Linked DNA regions of Sus scrofa: region 1 is linked to region 2. Evidence: chromatin contacts called from public Hi-C data. All regions are on one chromosome and are shown on one strand. Each heading gives the region's core, a stretch centred on a gene start, on an enhancer-like site or on the middle of the called end of the contact. The rest is flanking DNA. Distances are from core to core; before and after follow the strand shown. Region 1 holds the start of GPR142 (probable G-protein coupled receptor 142). Region 2 holds the start of CD300A (CMRF35-like molecule 8).

Evidence for each region. A called contact is a pair of places that touch in the nucleus more often than the background predicts.
Region 1: a contact with region 2 is called in a Hi-C map of epiblast stem cells, with 3 times the contacts expected there. The contact joins the promoter of GPR142 here to the promoter of CD300A in region 2. A contact is called at or near these places in 5 of 5 promoter capture datasets (fetal liver, fetal skeletal muscle, liver and 1 more), 33 of 47 Hi-C or Micro-C datasets (adipose tissue, alveolar macrophages, blood and 16 more) and 2 of 2 datasets of contacts at active chromatin or transcription factors (alveolar macrophages and skeletal muscle).

Annotation. Positions count from the first base shown.
Region 1 is chr12:6,763,543-6,767,318 of Sscrofa11.1, forward strand. GPR142 (probable G-protein coupled receptor 142) reads right to left here and starts at 1,922. Exons shown (of 4, transcript XM_021066682.1): 1 at 1,881-1,922; 2 at 1,828-1,879; 3 at 547-705. The coding sequence starts at 1,922.
Region 2 is chr12:6,679,311-6,683,014 of Sscrofa11.1, forward strand. It overlaps CD300A (CMRF35-like molecule 8), which reads right to left and starts at 2,019. Exons shown (of 8, transcript XM_021066678.1): 1 at 1,659-2,019.

The DNA of each region.
Region 1 (3,776 bases), core at 672-3,171, 84 kb after region 2:
CCACGGAGCTGAGGGAGCCCTGCATGCATTTAGTCATCCTAAGAGAGTGCCCCTTCCTCGGGGGCAGAAGCGGGCTGTCTGCTCTGGTAAAACCTTGGGTTTGCTTATTTATTTATTTTGCTTTTTAGGGCCACGCCCTCGGTGCACAGAAGTTCCCAGTCTAGGGGTACCATTGGAGCTACAGCTGCCGGCCTGCACCACAGCCACAGCAACGTGGGATCTGAGCCACACCTGCGACCTACACCACAGCTCATGGTGGATCTTAACCCACGGAGCAGGGCCACGGATCGAACCCGTGTCCTCATGGATACTAGTGGGGTTCATTTCCACTGAGCCACACCTTGGGTTTAACTATTATCACTCTTCCCGGCCTCTCACTTTTACTTCCACTATGCTTTGCTCTCTGATGACCCAGATCACCCCACAAAGGCAAAGGGATCCCTGGGGTCTATGTCCTGGGTCTCAGGGGTCAGCACAGAGGATTGGCACCCATTGAAGGAGGACCCCCATTTCTTGCCAACCCCCAGACCCCAGCTCCCCACTCACCAGGCAGCCCCAGGCCCAGCAGGACGCTGTAGTAGATGACAGGGATGACACCGGCCACACATGGGGACCTCCCTGGGATCTCTGGCCAATGGCCTTCAAACTCCTGGCTCAGCCCACTGCCATTGGCGGTAGGCAGCAGGGTCGCTCGAGGCTGGCCAGCTAGGAAGGGCAGAAGTGGGGGTTAGAGCCTTCGGTCTCTTTCCAGCCTGGCCTGGCAGCAGCCCCCCCCCCCGCCCCCCGACCCTGACCCCGACCCTGAGGCCTTTATTCACCCCTGCTCTGGGCCGGCCCCCGGTCAGGCCTGGCCAAAGGGTAATTGCTATTGTCAAGTCCCCTCCATCCCAGGCCATGGCTCAGTGGCCTGGCTCCCCCATGAATGGGAGGAAGGACTCGGTGGGCGTTTCTTGTTGTCAGAGCCATTTCTCGATCTCATTGCTCCCCGTGGATCTTAAGGCTGGAAAGCAGATCCCTAAAATGGGCTGCTAGTCACTGGTGGGGGTGGGGATGGAGGTGGGGCACTTGTGAAATACAGGTTCCTGAGCCTCGCTCCAGGCAGTCTGAGCCAGAGAGTCCGGACTGGGGCTTGAGCAGCTATGGTTTTTAAAGCATCCTGGGTGATTTGAACCACAGGCAGCTGCGTGGCTTTACCAAATGGCAGCCCATCTTTAAGGAGAGATGTTAACGGAGTTCCCGTCACGGCTTAGCAGTAATGAACCCGACTAGTACCCATGAGGACTCAGGTTCGATCCCTGGCCTCACTCAGTGGGTTAAGGATCTGCTGTGATCTGTGGTGTGGGTTGAAGATGCAGCTTGGATTTGGCATTGCTGTGGCTGTGGCTGTGGTGTAGGCCGGCAGCTGCATCTCTGATTCGACCCTAGCCTGGGAACTTCCATATGCGGCAGGTGTGGCCCTAAAAACAAAAACAAACAAAAAACAAAAAAGGAGAGATGTTACTAAGTTCCCCTCCTTTAGATGATAAAGAACTTCCTCCTCTAATGCTCTTGGAGCTGGGACGGCCCTGGCTTTCTGATGGGGAAGCTGAGTCCAGGAGGTAGGGTGACCTGCCTGCCATCACACGCAGCTGGCTGGTGGCCAGTCTGGGATAAAGACCAGCCACATGCTCTGGTCCTGCCCGCCTCAGCCCACGCTTTAGGATTTGGGGTTTCACCTTCCGACTTTGATTTCCCCCAGCAGCTTCAAGCTCCCCGCCCTGGGCTCTAGGTTTCTTACTGGCCCTTCCGCCTTTCTCACCCCTTCCACCCCCGACCTAGAGGCTTTACCTGTGCCTTGTCCCGTAAGCCTCATGCTCCTGGGTCCTGAGTCTTGGGTCACCCTGTGGCTTTTTCTGGGGGTCCCTGCAGCTCTCTCTCAGCATTGCCAGCTCTCCACGATTCTTCCAGCAGCACTGAGCCAGCGGTCAGCGCCTGAGAGGTGGGGTGGTGGGAGGGGGGAGGAGGAGGAAGGAGAGGGTGGGGCTGAGGTGGAGGGAATAAGCCTGTAATGCAGATGCTGCCTGGAGCAAAGGATCGCGAGAGGGCACAGGCAGGGAAGGGGAGAGGCTGGGAGGGGGACCCGGGGGAGGAGGTGGCCTCGGGGCTCTGGTGGGGCTGCCTTGGGCTCCAAGGGCACTGGGCTCAGGCTGACAGTCACACCCTGGGGGCAAGGACCTTGGGGACAGAAGGATTTCCAGAGCTGATTCTACTAATTTTAGAGAGTGGGGGAAACCAGTGCCAGGGGAGGAGAGGTGAGGCTGCCATGGGCAGGACCCCCTTCTGGAGAGAGGACTCAGGGGCCAAGTTTGAAGGAGTCAGTCCTGTGGTGGCTGTGGGCTATGGGCCAAGGAGGCTACCCAGGGGGCTGCTGGCTTGGAAGCATGGCAGGAAGCCATGTGCAATGCCCGCCAGGACCACCAGGAGAAGCCTCCCAGGCTGCCAGCCATGCTGGGAAGGCAAGACCCAGTGCCCTACCCCCGCAAGCTATTGTTTTCCTGGTGAAACGGACCATCCTTCATGGAAAATCAGTCACTGGCAAATAAACACCACCTAGTGTAGCCAACACTCTGGAGAGGCTGGGATCTGCTTCTGGCCAGTTGCCCCACCCCACGAGGGGAAGAGTGACCAGTGCAGCCCACAGTGGGCGCCAGGGACACTGTGTGGATTTTCTCCAGGGAGAGTTGAGGCCCAGCCTGGTATCGCTTGCCCCGCTTGCCCTCTGGGAATGTTGCTGAGTGGGTTTCTAGGCCCCCTCCGTTACATCCCACCTCTGGGGCTAGAGCTCTCTGAAATCCCAGCCCCACCTCCACACCCAGTTGGGGGACTCACAGAGGCCTTGCTGCCCCCTGGTGGCCAGGTCCTGACTCTGCAGGCTTCCGAGAGTCACTGGCTTTAGCCAAGTCACCTGGACAACAGGCAGTACCCACTCAGGTCCCCAGGCAGAGTGTCTGGGACTCCAGCCCCAGAGAAGGCAAGGAATTCCCCAACCTGCAACCCCCCTGCAGCAGGAGACTGTGGGTGAGCAAGGGGCCGCTTACAGCCTGATGTGAATCTCTGCCAACATTTCCCAGGACCTCCCCTGTCCTCCATGTGCCACCCTACTGGCAGCCCTGCAGGCTCAATCCAGTTACATCCGTTTCACACAAGAGGGAATCGAGGCTCAGAGAAGTCCAGCAACTAGGCTAAAGCCACAGAGCTAGTAAGTGGGGGTTGGAATCCAAACTCAGGTTTGTCCTTTCCCTAGAGCAGGTGGCTGGTCACTGCCTCCCACCATCTTCTGCCGAAGAGCAGGTGCTCAGCCCGCCAGAGGCCACTGTGAGCTCAGGCTTTATAGAGGAGGGGGAGTGGGTCAGGCACCCAGCACTCCAGCTGGCGGAAGAGCGTGATGCCGAGGCAGAACAGTGGGTGTGGCACCGGGGGATAGCCTGGTTTCAGGGGCAGCTTACAATACTGAGTCAGTGACTTCAGGGAACGATTCCTTCCTGCTATATATATATATTTTTTTTTTCTTTTTAGGGCCACACCCATGGCATATGGTGGTTTCCAGGCTAGGGGTCAAATTGGACCCCTAAGTGTAGGCCGGCAGCTACATCTCTAATTGGAGCTCTAACCTGGGAACCTCCATATACCATGGGTGCAGCACGAAAAAGACAAAATATATATATATATGAATAACAAGTTAGAACTAGTAAGGGGCGGGACTTCTTAGAGATGGGGAGTTTGGGGGAACCCTCCTG
Region 2 (3,704 bases), core at 769-3,268:
CGGATGGTCAGGGTGAGCGCCCTGGGGGAGGAGCCAGGGCCCTGGGCGGGGCCCGCAGTGCGACCGCCCTGGGGGAGGAGCCTTTTCCTGAGACCCCGGGCTCAAGGCCCCGCCCCTCAAGTTGGCGCAAGGACCCCTGAGTGGTTTTCTTCTGCTACTGCTTTTTTTTGTGTGTGTGTGGGGGGGGTCTTTTTAGGGCCGCACCCACAGCATATGGAGGTTCCCAGGCTAGGGGTTTAATCAGAGCCGTAACCACCAGCCTACACCACAGCCACAGCCACTTGGGATCCGAGCCGCATCTGCAATCTACACCACAGCTCACAGCAACGCCGGGTCCTTAACCCACTGAGCGAGGCCAGGGATCGAACCCACAACCTCATGGTTCCTAGTCGGGTTCGTTTCCACTGCGCCACGAAGGGAACTCCCCCTGAATGACTTCATCTTGGAAAACATTCTCAGGTCTGTGACCTTCCTTCCTGTGAAGCCCCCACTGGACCCAGGAGGGCTGGGCACAGAGTGGGACTCAGTAGGCTTCCAGGGACCCCCTCCCCTTCCCCGCTCCACATACAGCTCACACACACACACACACACACACACACACTGTGTGCACACACAAACATACAAATACACATGCACCCACACAAACATGCAAACACATACCCACAGACACACACACACGTACCAACACATACACCCACGCTCACATATTCCTCGTGACAAGGGCCCCCAGCTTGCACAGAAGGTCCGCGTGAGGGTAGGAAATTAATCTTAACGTGGGACGTGTCACCTGAGAGCTTCCCGACATTAGCTCCAAGTCCCCAGATCGCCCTGCTCTTCCTGCTCTGGCTGTAAAGTTTCCAGAAATGTATATTTTTCAGTACAACCACGAAAAGCTATTGCTACAGTCTTGAATTGTCACAGTTAAGAGTGGGGAGCCCCCAGAATTTGTCCACTACCACTGCTATGACCTTGACCCAAACCTACAGCTCCTATAAAAGGTCAGTAGTAATAGATAATCTGAAGGATCAATAAGGGCCATAATTATAAAAATACTCAGGAGTTCCCATCGTGGCACAGTGGTTAACGAATCCGACTAGGAACCATAAGCTTCCGGGTTCGACCCCTGGCCTTGCTCAGTGGGTTAAGTATCCGGTGTTGCCGTGAGCTGTGGTGTACGTTGCAGACGTGGCTTGCATCCCATGTCGCTGTGGCTGTGGCTTAAACCGGAGGCTACAGCTCTGATTAGACCCCTAGCCTGGGAACCTCCATATGCAGCGGGCGTAGCCCTAGAAAAGACAAAAGAAATAAAAATTAAACTAAAATAAAAATAAAAATACTCAAATGTGAGGAAATAGTATACTCAAGCCAGTTTTGTTCCCTAAAGGAACAAGTCTTTACTTTAAGGAAAAATGATAGGAAAATAGGATTTCGCAGGGAGACATAGGCTTTATAAATAGTCTATAGGATGCACTTGTCTTTAGGGAGGTAGAGAAACACTTGAATTACGGCCAAGAGGAAAGGGCCAGGGGAATTGATCCTTGCCACACCCATCCTGCTCACCCTAACGTGTCCACAAACCCTAATGGAGAAACAGAATGACGCAAAGTTACCCCACAATGTCAGAAAATTAAGGAAGTGGCGCTTCCCCCACTGCTCACCTTTCTCAGGGCAGGTCCTTGGCCATAAAGCCTCTCACCAGGTCGGGGGTCCTCTCCCCAGGGTGGACGCATGGGCTGGGGTGGGGGACCGATGGTGATGGTGGAGGCTTCCTGGGCAGAGCGACAGCAGCAGCATTGGGTCCTGAGAACCGCAGGGCCCCAGGAGAGATTTGGGGGTGCTGAGCTCAGCAGCACCTCCCTCTCCAAGGCAGCACAGACTCAGAGGCGGGTGGCTCCCCTTCAGCTCTGTCTCTTCCTCCGCCTGAGCTCTCAGGAAAGCCAAGGGGGCCCCAGGGAGGGAGTGTCTTTAAGTGCAGCCACAAAAGCCAAGAGGCTGGGCCCAGAAGCAGGAAGCAGCTGGTGTCTGTGGCTGGCGGGGAGAAGAGGAGCTTGACAGCTGGCGATGGAGGAGGGCCTTCCCCAACCATGGGGCACCTACTACGCTTCAGGGGCCTGGCAGAGGTGGACTGCACCTGCTAGGGGTTTCATCACTACATGAGGAGTTCCTGTTGTGGCTCAGTGGGTTAAGGACTTGACCAGTATCCACAAGGATTCAGGTTCGATCCCTGACCTTGCTCAGAGGGTTAAGGATCTGGCGTTGCCTTGAGCTGCAGCATAGGCCACAGACACCACTTGGATCGTGGCTAGGGCATAGGCTGGCAGCTGCAACTCTGATTCGACCCCTAGCTGGCACCTTCCATAGGCCGTAGGTGGGGCCCTAAAATGAAAAAAAATCACTGCATGATCCACCCAGCAAAGGGACGGACTGCACATGAGAAGCAGTGAGGGGAGGGCGAGGGCACACGGAGGGCCGAGAGCCTCTGGTTTCCCTTCCACAGAAGCGTGGGTGAGGCCGGCATCTGAGGTGGGACCCCGCAGTGTCTGGCCCCGCCTTCCCCTACACCAGGACTCCCCACACGGCGCCCTCCTGCCCGCCTCTAGGGAAGCTGCCCCAGGGTGGCCTGACCTTCCAGGGGCCAAGGGAGCTGGACCGGCATGTCCCAGGGCATCCCACCACCCCAGGACCACTGTCCCCAGACAAGGTGATGGCCACAACAAGCTCTTCTGCTTAGGCCTGGACGTGCTGTGGTCGAGACAGAGAAGAAGGAGAAGCTGGGGGAGAGCAGGTGGGTGGCTGTCCCAGCCAGAGGCCTGAGAGCCCTCCGTGTCCCAGCCAGAGGCCTCCTGGAGGCTTCCTGTCCCCTCCTCCCAGGTGCCTGGACAGGAATTGAGACCTGCAGAGCCCACTGGGCAGCAATAGGGGTAGGGGTGGGGGGCTCAGCAGGGGCGGTCCCCCCCGGGGCTGCTCCTGGCTCTCAGTGTCACTCACAGTGACTGGGGCCCTGGAGTAGGAGGGGGGCTCTTCAAAGTCATTCTTTCATCCCCAGCTTTCTCCACGCCCCCTCCCACACTCCCTCATTCAAGACCAGCTCAAGCCATCTTCTCAGAAGACCCCTGCCCCACCTTCTCCAAGCCCCTCTTGTGCCTCTGTCCCCCGCAGTGCCTATTACTGCATTTTATCTCCTAAGCCACCCACGTGTCACCTGGTCACAGGAAGATGAAAGCAGGGATCACACCGGGCCCCCCTTGCCCCAGGCTCACGTGCCCACTGCACTTCCAGCGGGAGGGAGACTGATTGGAGATGGATCCAGAGAAAACCAGGCCACCCGGGCCTCTCTCATCCTCTTTGCCCAACTCCACTCCCAGGGAGCAGAAAGGACCAGAACGTAAAAGGATGCGAGCCCATTAAATCCAGCCCACTGAGCCCGAAGACACGAGTGTGTCCCCTAAGTTACCTCTCAACCAAAACTAGGTTCAAGCGGAGGCCAGGGGTCTGCACGCCAGGATGGGGAAGGAGCAACGTCATCAACAGCCCCCTCCCCACTCCCCAGGAACCACAAGCAGGGCAGGTGCCCACAGGGGCAGTCTTGTCCCAGCACTGGACTCCAGGGTCTCTGCTGAAATCCCTCCAGGGAGCGGGGCTGAGGGTGCAGGGTGGGGGAGGGGAGCCGGCCTCAGAGGACCCCTGACGGTGACAATGGGGTC